Linked DNA regions of Mus musculus: region 1 is linked to region 2. A link is a contact called in public HiChIP or PLAC-seq data. All regions are on one chromosome and are shown on one strand. The core of a region is the stretch at or near the end of the contact, and the rest is flanking DNA. Distances in the headings are between cores, read along the strand shown. Region 1 has its middle 18 kb from the start of Gm39822. Region 2 has its middle 41 kb from the start of Sar1b.

Evidence for each region. HiChIP or PLAC-seq counts read pairs in DNA pulled down with a chosen protein or histone mark.
Region 1: a contact with region 2 is called in an H3K27ac HiChIP or PLAC-seq map of trophoblast stem cells, with 21 read pairs. The contact joins two enhancer-like sites. A contact is called at or near these places in 1 of 15 datasets of contacts at CTCF or cohesin (CD8 T cells), 1 of 484 Hi-C or Micro-C datasets (liver), 8 of 115 datasets of contacts at active chromatin or transcription factors (acute myeloid leukemia, embryonic stem cells, extraembryonic endoderm stem cells and 4 more) and 1 of 9 other capture datasets (embryonic stem cells).

The regions. Positions count from the first base shown.
Region 1 is chr11:51,912,506-51,918,161 of GRCm38.p6, reverse strand. No RefSeq gene overlaps it. Among named protein-coding and RNA genes, the nearest start is that of Gm39822, 18 kb to the right of the region's middle. Within about 2 kb of position 1,936, at least 316 of the 459 cell types and tissues checked have an H3K27ac peak or open chromatin away from gene starts, as enhancers often do. A contact at or near this core is called in CD8 T cells, acute myeloid leukemia, heart atrium and 3 more, where this site is marked.
Region 2 is chr11:51,801,515-51,807,338 of GRCm38.p6, reverse strand. No RefSeq gene overlaps it. Among named protein-coding and RNA genes, the nearest start is that of Sar1b, 41 kb to the right of the region's middle. Within about 2 kb of position 1,973, at least 254 of the 459 cell types and tissues checked have an H3K27ac peak or open chromatin away from gene starts, as enhancers often do. A contact at or near this core is called in CD8 T cells, acute myeloid leukemia, heart atrium and 3 more, where this site is marked.

The DNA of each region.
Region 1 (5,656 bases), core at 687-3,186, 110 kb before region 2:
AAGTTTCCATCTCTGCAGCTGTCAGAACCAGCCTTCACTTTCAAGCAGACACTGCTTGGCTGATAGCACAGGGGGCTGGGCCTGAGAGGGCATCTCCTCTCTGCCCTCTGAGTCACTTCTTCCCTGGGACACTGTTCATCCCATTGGTGCCTTTTGTGTGGTTTGTTGTTTGTTTTGTTTTAAAACAGGGTCTTACTGTGTAGCTTCAGTTGGCCTGGAGTTCTCTATGTAGACCAGGCTGGCCTTGAACTCACAAAGATCTGCCTGCCTCAGCCTCCAAGTGCTAGAATTAAAGGTGTGTGCCACCATGCCCTGCTACTCCACTGGATTTTGCTTTTTGAACATTTGGAAATTAGTCTCTCTCTCTCTCTCTCTCTGTCTCTCTCTGTGTCTCTGTGTGTGTGTGTGTGTGTGTGTCTTTCTCTGTGTCTCTCTCTCTTGTCTCTCTGTGTGTCTTTCTCTTTCTCTGTCTCTTTCTCTGACCCTCTCTCTCTCCCCCCTCACTATGTAGACCAGGCTAGCCTAATACTCACCTGCTTCTACCTACAGAGCGCTGGGATGAAAGGTCTAGACTAACACTACCTTTCTGTGGCACTGCCCTAGTCTTGACCCCGCCCCTGTAAGAGCTAAGGGTCTGGGCCTATTGCTGAACAAGAAGATCTTAGGTCTCAAAGATTAATCTGTAAACATAGAGAAGGCTATGAGGAAACTCAAGAATGGGGCACTTCTGACACCAAGGCAGGCTGTCAGCAAATGGACTAGAGAAAGCACTCCTGCAGCTTTGATTTTTTTTTTTAGAGAGAGAGAGAGAGAGAGAGAGAGAGAGAGAGAGAGAGAGAAAGAGAGAGAGAGGGAGTTTCTCAATGTTGCTCTGATTATCCTGGGACTTGCCCTGTAGACCAGACTGGCCTAAAACTCAGAGATCAACCTGCCTCTGCTTCCCGAAAGCTGGAATAAAAGGCGAGCGCCACCACCCTGGTCAAAAATAACACATTTTTAAACAGAGTTAGCCCCTAGGCCCCGGGCATCTCCAGGTTCCTGTTTTAGGAAGATAACATTGGGGGTCACCCCCTATCACCTAGCATAGTGTCACTTGGGACAAAGATGTTTTGCTTCGAAACTACAGTCCAGCCACTCAGTAGTTTGGACTCTCTGTGCCTCAGTTTCCTTATCTCTAAAGGAAGGTAAGTTATCACAGAGAGTTCTCCGCAAGTACCAGCCTTTTGTCAGTAACTTCACACAGAAGGAAGAAAACCCTTGGGAATTGCTGTTCGTTTGAGAAGCTGGGCGTGGTGGGCTGGCCTTCCCGGAGCAGAGGGGGCGGGGCGTCCAGACAACCTCCCATCCCCACCCCCACCCCCCCAACCCGGTGCTCTCCGACGCAGAGCTTCCTTGCTGCTGGCGGGAGCTGAGTCACCATGTAGGCTCGCCTGGTATCCTCGTCACTGGACTTCGTAGACCTGAAAGTCCCGAATCTACCCTCCAGGCTAATCCACTTTGCTCTAGGTGCCTCCAGGAATTCTGGAAATGCTCCGAGGGGCCCACGGGTTTGGGGTGTGGAGGAAGCAGAAAGCCTCATTCTCCTCTGTCTAGAGAGAATTCCAGGAAGCCCTTGGGAATCTCCCTGGCACCGCTGGGCACCGAGCCTATCTCTGCACCTCTTATCTCAGCTTCCCTCGGGGGCAAGCTCTGTCTCTACCGAACCCCCTTGAAATGCACCTGCCTCAGAGTTGGAAGTGCTGCTCCAGGCTTAGAGAAGGACGCCAGAAGAAAGGATGCTAGGAACAGATGAATATCAGAGCCTTCATGGGGAGGCCGGCGGCTAGGGCTCCCACTGGCCCCGCCTGTCCTCTCCCAGCCCCCAGGACTCCAGGGGAAGTGGTGGATGGGGGAGGGGAACCAGGCTGACAGATTCTGTAAACAGAGCCGGTTTGGGCCTCAGCCAAGGACTGGGTGTCCTGGCCCAGCCTGGGTGTGAGGCCCATCCGTGGCTCTCCAGGACACCCCGCCCTGCCCAGCTGCCCGGGGGTGCCAGGCCCACAGCCAGCTCCAGCCAGGATGTGTCTGAGTTTTGGGAAATAGCCAGTTCCCTTCTGGGGAATGGGATTGAGCACCGCGGGAGGTGAGATGGGAGGGGCTTCTCCATAAGAAACGTCATTCATCTGTCATTTACAGAGTAAAAAGTTCAGGGATCCAGGCAGCTTAGGTTCTTCGTTTTTCCCAGACGCCAGTGCTGGGTTGTCGCCACACCCCCGTCCCCACCTTCAGTCTCCTGTTTCTTTCCTCTGTTCGAGGTAGAGTCCTAGCTAGAGAAGCTGACCAATGGGTCACCAGTTCTGAGAGAGCTCTTCAAGAAGCGGTCCCACTCCCTGTAGGTTCTTGCCAAATGTGGTCTGCGGTGCCCATGACCTCAGAGAGGCAACTCAGATGGGAGAGGAAGCCCTGGAGAGGGATGTTGGGGGAAAGGAAAGCTTTTGGGGTGACTCAAGCTACAGTGTGAGAAGGGGGGAGTCCCTGGTGGTTATTTAAAGATCTCAGTACCCCCAGCAGGTGGAGGCCGCAGTGGGCAGGACAACTTATATCCTCAAATGAGGACAGGAGTGTCTGTCCACCACCCACCCACGCCCACCCTACCCTCAGGGGGAGGAGAAGGGAGGGTGACCAAAGTCTCCAGGGGTAACCCCAGGACTTTACAGTGAGGATGACTGCTAGGGGATTCTACAGATAAATGATCTATAGCTGGGGATGTACCTCAGTTGTTAGGACACTTAAGGCAGGAGAACCTGGGTTCAATTCCAGCAGTGCATAAAATGGGCACAGTGACTCAAGCCAGCAATCTCAACATCTGGGAGGCAGAGGCTCAGGGTCAGAAGTTCAAACCTATTACTGAGCTATATCCTACTATGTGGGGAGTTTGAGGCCAGCACTAGCTATTGATTCTGTCTCAAAAACAAAACTAGTCAGAGAATGATATGGGAGGCAGGGGCAAATAAATCTCTGTGAGTTCAAGGACAGCCTGGACTACATAGAGGGTTTCAGTCCAGCCAGGGAAACCCAGTGAGAGTATCTTAAAATAAATAAATGAATAAAATTAAAACAAAACTAATGACCCACACCAACAGGCCATTTACTACTGACTTTCTCAGAGTCTTTAACCTCTTTGTCCTCTAGGAGAGAATTGAATGTAGAAGACCCTTTTTCGAGTTTGTTTTTGTTACCTTAAGACAACCTGCACTTTTGTGGGAAAAGGGATTCTCAATTGAGGAATAGCCTCCATCAGAATGGCCTATGGACATGCCTGTGGAGCATTTTCATGATTACTAATTAATGTGGAAGGGCCCAGCCCACTGTGGGCGGTGTCATCCCTATGCAGGTGGGCCTATGTTTTATATAAGAAAAGTAGCTGAGCGAGCCAGGTGGGAAGCAACTACTAAGCAGCAGACCTCGATGATCTCTGCTTCTGTTGCTTTCTCCAAGTTCCTATCTTGGTTTTCTTTGATGGTGGACTGTAAAATGTAAGATGAAATAATCTCTTTGCTGGACAAGTTGTTTTGGGTTGATATTTTGTCACAGCCTCAGAAAAGCACAAAATAGCCTCCTCTCTCCATCCCACCCCCAATCCCCAATCCCTTAGAACTTGTTTGAGTCCCGATTTGTAAACGTGCCTTACTTGCTGGCTCTGGCCCAGATGGAATGAGTGAGTCTATACTCACAGGCACTGAGAAAGCCAGACTCAACGGCTACCTCCTCCAAGGTGTGTCAGCCTGGGCAAAGCCGGGACAAAGAATAGAATGCTAAGAATGAGACTGGTAGGTGATAGGATGGCTGTGATTCCAGCACATGGGAAGCAGAGGCAGGAGGATCAGGAGTCGAAGGGCAGCTTTGGCTACCTAGTGAATTTGAGGTCAACGTGGGCTACACGAGACCCTTAAACAAACAAACAAACAAACAAAGAGTTTGACAGACTTGGAAAAGTTCTAGGTCCTACACCCCCATCAGTTTCCTTCTCAGCTCCAGTCACCAATTCAGCATCCAAGGCTCTCAGTTTTCTGCATGTTGCAGAACCAGTGGTCTTGGTAGATACATACTAATCTGAGGTTGTAGACTATGGCAGGGGGTGTGGCTTGAGGCTGTATATAGAGTTGATTCTTCTACCAAGACATAGCCTAAGCTAGGCCCGGCAAGGCTTCACATGTAAATCCATGAAAAGCATGGGCCAAGGCTGACCTCTGATGTCAAGCTCTCTTCACTTCAGTAAGGCAGCTGGGGGTACATTGCCCAGGGGTTCCTTGATGAGATAGGGTGACACCACTAGGACCTGTGCCTCTGCTTGGGGGGCGGCAGAGGGTGTCTAGACAAGCTGCAGAGAAAAGAGAGTGAAGACTTAAGTTACCCCTGAAGCATCTCTTGGGGCTTCTGGTAGTGCCCAGAGCACCAGGGAAGGGGCTGTAGAATGGAAACTTTAGCAGGTAGTAAGTGTGTGTATATGGGAAGGCGGTCTTGGTCAGTCTTCATTCTCAACATGACTGGATTTGGAATACCCTTGGGTAGATCTTTGAGGCAATTTCTAGGAGGGTTTAACTGATGAGAAAAGGTCAACTGGGATGTTTGGAATAAGAATGGTGCCCATAAGCCCACGTATGTGAGTGCTTGACCCCCACCCACTGCAGTTGGTGGAAATGTTTGGGAAGGATTAGGAGGTGTGGCCTTGTTGGAGGAGGTATGTCACTGGGAGTGGGCTTTGAGGTTTCAAAAGCCTCCATCATTCCCAGTAGGCCTCTCGCTCTCTCTGACTCATGCTTGTGGATCTGATGTAAGCCCTCAGCTACTGCTCCAGCACCATGCCTACATGTCTGCTGCCATGCTCTCCACCATGGTAGCCATGGGCTATAACCCCCTAGAACTGTGAACCTCCAACTTAAATGCTATCTTTTGTAAGTTGCCTTAGATGTGTTTTTTTCTCCTGGTAATAGAAAAATACACACACACACACACACCCCACTCTATCATGGCTGGATAAAGAGTAAAGATGGAGAAAGGAAGGGAGGCTCTGGCAGGCATCTTTTCCTGTGGTCTGCCTTTGGATACAATGTGGCCTTGCATATTCCTCCTCCATCATAGACATACCCCCTCAAACTGTGAGCGGAAATAAATTCTTCCTTTCTTAGGTTACTTCTGTAGGTATGTTGTCATAGCAACTAGAGGAAAGTAGTAAGGGGCATGAGGAAAATGGGCTGCCATTTTGCTAGGTCCCCTCCCCCACAACGGCTTCAAAAAGCAGTGTGTGCTCCCTTCACCCCTACCAAACCTGAAAGTTGCTCTTGGAATCCACACACTTCAATCTGGCAATGCTTCCTGGCGTTAAGAAGAAAGGGGTTAGTGGGAGTGGACATCATGAGGGAAAGGGTCCAGGCCAGGATGGATGTGGTTTTTTTCAGGTGGCTCCATTTCAGTGGCAGGTGACTGGCCAGTGTCAGGGAAAAGGGCTGATGAGATAAACTGAGGAATGCCACAGTGTCTCTCATGGCAGAATAAACAGCTCTGCTTTCATTCATTCTCCTCAGCCTCCATGGCTAGCACAGCCTCCAGGATGCTCTCTCTTTCTCTGTGCCTTCCTTTCTTGCTTGCCTGCAGCTTCCCATCAGCCCATGGTAGC
Region 2 (5,824 bases), core at 724-3,223:
GAGAGACGAGGTGTATGTGACAGTCAGCTGCTTGCGCCAAAGAGACCCAGCTGCCAGCCTTCTGAGTGGCTCGGGCCTTCCTCAGCTGTGGTCACCAGGGCACCTGAAACCTTGTAACCTGAGAGCAGGTCAGGGAAAGGAATCTGGATTAGGGATTGACTGCTATGATCAACTTGAGACTCAGAAGGTCAGCCAGAGATGTGCAGAGGAAAACAAGGGAGAAAAGTAGCTTGTTGAAAAACAAAACAAGGGGCTGGTGAGATGGCTCAGTGGGTAAGAGCACCCGACTGCTCTTCCAAAGGTCTGGAGTTCAAATCCCAGCAACCACATGGTGGCTCACAACCATCTGTAACAAGATCTGACTCCCTCTTCTGGAGTGTCTGAAGACAGCTACAGTATACTTACATATAATAAATAAATAAATCTTTAAAAAAAAAAACAAAAAACAAAACAAAACAAAGCAAAACAAAAAACCACCCATAACACCCATTACCCACTGCTATTTGCAGAATCCAAGGGGCTAGTTGGTTCTGGTATCAGTTGTTTGGGATATTGGGCTGCAAAGACGTAGCTCTTGCCTCCAGCCACAGCTTCTGGCCACTCCTTGCTGAAGAATCATCTTCCTGTCTCCAGAAAGGTCTTGGCTGTTGTTATAAAGGATTGTTTTCCAAGACAAAGGGCTGCTGCCTTCAGACATGCTGATGGGTTTCTCTGCAAAATATCATTAAACAACCAAAGGCATAGCTGAGCTTGTTGGCTGTTGAGGTTTCCCCATGGGAGGAGGGATGGAGGGTCTTGGGACCTTCACCTGACTATCCAGATACTCCTTCTAGCTGATCATAATTGTGTTCTTTCCTAACTGTGTGTGGCCTTGGGGGTTTCAGGAGGGGCTTGGAAGACCTGAAAGAAGGGGGCTCCATGTATACAACCACAGAAGCCATTCATTTTTGTGCCCACCTTCTAGTGCCGCTTCTCAGAGATCACCCATACTCCTTTGCAACCCCCTCATCCTTACTCTGTGAGTAACTTTAGTGAAGTCATTGGCTCCCTAGGCTGAACTTTGGTGGAATCCAACTTTGGCTAGTTTGTGGGAGCTAAGGAGGAGCAGGGTAGACGATTCCTAATCCCCACCCCTCAATTCTCTCACATATGATACAGGACACTGAGACAGAAATTGTACTTGGAGGCCATAAGACTTACTAAATGCCATGGACAGTCAGACGGCTCTGAAGAGAGGGAGTCAGAGCCCATGTGGCAGAAGTGGGTGTCTCTTGTTTACTTGTTTTTGGAGACAGGGTTTCTCTGTGTGGCCCTGGCGGTCCTGGAACTCACTGTGTGTCAGGCTGGCCTCAGACCCACAGAGAGATATCTGCCGCTACCTCCTGAGTGCTGGACTTAAAAGTAAGCACCACCACCGTGCGGCTTTCTTACAACTTTCTAAGGAGAGAAGTTGGACCACACAAGCCTGTAGCCAGGCTCTCCAATCCCGGGCAGGAGGAAGAGAAAGGGGGTGGGGAGTGGGGCGTGCGGCCAGAATGCCTCCTCTGAGTTAAATTCAACTCCCCAGGTGAGACTCTTCGTCCTAACTAGAGACTCCACAGTGTCCCCAGCTGGGCACCTGCCAGGATCCGTGGGCGGACAAGGCTGCTGTAGGTATGTGTTGGCCTAAGCAACAGCTGAAGGGGTTTTTTTAGGTACTATTTATTTTTATTTCATGTGTATGAGTGTTTTGCCCTCATGTACGTGCACCTGTACGTGCTTGGTGTCAGGTTACTTCCTGTAGAGAGGTTGAAGGGGGTAAGAGCGAGGTTTGGTCGGACCTTAAGTGAGACCGTGTTTATTCACAGTGAAGAAGCATTTCATCACCCACGTCTGGGTGGCCAAAATGCCTACAGAAGACAGTACTCCAGTTCCTTGTGAGGCGGAAACAACTACCAGCTACATTGTAGTCCCACCCTTCCAGGAACTCCTTGGTCTGGCTGCAAGGGACGATGGGAAATGTAGTCTTTTGGCAGGAAACTCTCACTTGATGTTCACAGAAACCTGAGAACTGAAGTGGATGTTGGACTCTTTAGTGCCAGAACCAAGAGCAGCAAGTTCACTTAAGCACTGAGCCTTCTCTTCAGTTCCAGCAGCTGGAACCCTCCCTCTCTCCCCATAAGGTCTCACTCAGGCTAGTCTTTTTTTTTTTTTTTTAAGATTCATTTATTTATTTAAAGTACGTGAGTACACTGTAGCTGTCTAAAGACACCCCAGAAGAGGGCATCAGATCCCATTACAGATGGTTGTGAGCCATCATGTGGTTGCTGGGAATTGAACTGAGGACCTCTGGAAGGGCAGTCAGTGCTCTTAACCTCTGAGCCATTTCTCCAGCCCATCAGGCTAGTCTTAAACTTGTGGCAATACTGGGATTGTGAGTAGAGTAATTCTGGTCAAAGCCTGAGCTCTGACAGGGCTAACACCACAGGCTCTGCCACTCATCCACAGTACATTAAATACATAGACATTAGTGAAAACAGACAAAGGAGATTTAGTTGGTGTGGCCACATTGGGAAGAGAAGCAGATAGAGAGCTTTAGTGACCTCCACCCCCAGCCCAAAATCCATCTTCAGCCCTGACATGAGGTTTAGGTTTGAATAGAAAGCAAGAAGGAAGCATGCTTAACTAAGCCATTGTGGTCAAAGTGTGGTCCACCCATCCCTGACCCATCATTGTCTGTCCTCTCAGGTGGGCTAACAGTTGTCAGAATTAAATCTCTCTCCAGGAGGCAAGTTCTTCCTTCAGCCAGCACCAGGGCTTGCAACCTTTTCCTTCTTGGGACCCTTGTTTCATTTGTTTCAATAGCCTGAGAGTAGTCAGAGACGAGTCTCTAGACCAGCTTCACCTGTAAAGACTGTTAGGGTCACAGGATTACAATCGTGAGCTGCCAGCCTCCCAAATGCATCCTATTCACGATCCTCTAGGGTCCTCACAGCATAAACATCTAGTCCAGTTCAGTTTGACTAGGCAGCCATGAAGCAATTTTCTAACAGTCGAAGCATCTTGCCGCCACCTTTCTGAATGCAGTCATTTCCAGGGTGACCTTTCCTGTGCCTCTACTATACCCTGCACATGGGATGGACTGCACCATCTTGTTCAGGCCTAGCCAGTCCCAGGCCAGGGGTTAATATGAAGACTGGTCAGATATGATCTCAGCTGTATCAAGAGTCTCACCTCAGGGCTCAGTCAGGTGCTTCTCAGGTAGACATTGCCTCTGTTTCAGTAACTTCAGCTTGTCTGTAACATAGTCACTTATTACTTTTGTATTTTTATTTGTATTTTGCTGGGGATCGAACCCAGAGCCTTAGTCATGTTTCTGTTCTACGACTGAACTGTGTTCAGCCTAGCGTATGTTCTAGTTTTACTTCAGACCAGAGTTCCCACAGTACCACACACGTGTCAGTGTGTAAGCTCAAAGGCCAGTCTGCCATTTTGAGGATAGTCCTGACTCCAAATAAGCTTTTCTGGTCTGCTAGTCTGTGAGCCTTGTGGACGATGGCTCTAATCTTAGCTTAGAAAACAAGTGTCATACAAGGTTCGTGTTGGAATCAGTACTGAACCTAAAGAACTTATGGTGGGTAAGAAATGGGTGAGGGCTGGGCGGTGGCGGTGGCGGTGGCACACACCTTTAATCCCAGCACTCGGGAGGCAGAGGCAGGCAGATTTCTGAGTTCGAGGCCATCCTGGTCTACAAAGTGAGTTCCAGGACAACCAGGGCTATACAGATATACAGAGAAACCCTGTTTTGAAAAACAAAAACAAAAAAACAAAAACAAAAAACAAAAAAAAAAGAAGAGAAGAAGAGAAGAAGAGAAGAGAAGAGAAGAGAAGAGAAGAGAAGAGAAGAGAAGAGAAGAGAAGAGAAGAGAAGGGGCTGGTGAGATGGCTTAGCGGTTAAGAGCGCTGACTGCTCTTCCAAAAGTCCTGAGTTCAAATCCCAGCAACCACATGGTGGCTCACAACCATCCGTAACAAAATCTGATGCCATCTTCTGGAGTGCCTGAAGACAGCTACAGTGTACTTACATATAATAAATAAATAAAGAAAAGAAAAGAAAAGAAAAGAAAAGAAAAGAAAAGAAAAGAAAAGAAGAGAAAAGAAAAGAAAAGAGAAACAGGTGAGGGCCGGCGGCTTAGCGGTAACGGTGCTGCCAAGCCTGATGACCTGAGTTTGACGTCAGAATTCACAAGATGAGAGGAGAGCGTGGTGGATTTGGTTTAATGCTTGCACTATGGGTTCCCAAATTGCTCAAGAACGGAGACTCCTCCGTGTAAGACGCTGCGGGTCCCGGTCCCCAGTTATTTCTAATTGGTAAATAAAGTTGCCGGTGACTAGTAGGCAGGGAGACGGAGGCAAGACTTTAGATTTCCCGGGCAAGGGAAGCCAGGGAAGAAGGATTTAATACCACCATGCCGGGGAAGCAGAAGGGTCAAGTCTGAGAAGTACGGGACAGAGAGACAGCCAACATGTAAGAGTCAGGGATTGTGGTCAGGAGGACTGTAGACTGGGCAGTCAGGATGCAATATAGGTTTTAGTAAGTAATAACTCGGGAATATTGGAGGGAAGGGTGTGCTAGCAGCATGGGGATTTGGGAGTGGTCCTGCCATTGAGCTTCGTAGGGTGTATTAAACATAAGACTCTGTGTGTGTGTGTGTGTGTGTGTGTGTGTGTGTGTGTGTGTGTTTCATTCGAGAATCCACAACACTGGGGTGGTAGCGAGGAACTCACGCTGTCACGGCTGGCAAGTAGAGCAGATTAATCAATTACTGTTAGGGGAGAGAACTCCCGAAAGCTGTCCTTTGCTCTCCACATGTATGCAGGAGCACATGTGTGTACGTGCACAGACACATAAATAGTAAGATAAAATGAGCGGGTTGAAAGCTGGGAGAGGCCGTCCTGGAATCCTGCCTCCTCCTTCATCCAAGCCTCTCGCTCTGTCTTCTCCACTCTAACATATTCCCTGCCCGCTGTCTGTGTCATCATGTACTAGGCTCTGCCAGCCCCCAGACTGCAGTGTGTCCTCCTGTCTCTGCTGGTCTGCCTGGAATGTCCCATCTTCCCCACGTTGCACTTACCCATCTTATGCTCCGCAGGATTCAGCTCTGCAGCCCTTTCTGGAAATCTTCATCATGTTAGGGAATCTTCTTGTTTGGCCTTGCATCATGTGTGTCAAGTGTCTGCCTGTCTCATGTATCCCAGACTGGCCTGAAACTATCTAAGCCAGACTTAAAAACCCCTGATCCTCCTGCCTCCATCTCCCAGGCTCAGGGATTTTAAGTGTCCACCAGCAAGCCTGGTTTATCTTCAAGGTTTTTGCTTTATTTTGTTTTTTTTTTTTAACTTTAAAATTTTATTTATTTATTTAAAATACACTGCCACTGTCTTCAGACACACCAGAAGAGGGCATCAGAGCCCATTACAGAATGGTTGTAACCACCGCCACTGTGGCTCTGAGATGCTGTGCCACTGTGCTGTGCTGTGCTGAGCTGAGCTAGGAGCAAGGTGCAGGAGAGCTTTGAGAGCGCATTCTCTTCCTAGGAAGTGTTACAGCTCTTACGTGACAGATGCTTTCAGGCGATGAAGTCATTCTCACACACACCTTTGTTCCTTCCGGATAGGATCTTACATAGAGTTTTGGGGTGGAGGGGTCTGACAGCAGGCGCTTCCTATTTGCTGGGTCTGAAATGTTAGGGATGCCTCATCTACATGTGGAAGATCTTGGGGGCGCTCCCCCTACATGACTGATGGCCACAACTCTCTCTATGGGAGGCTGTGACTACATGAC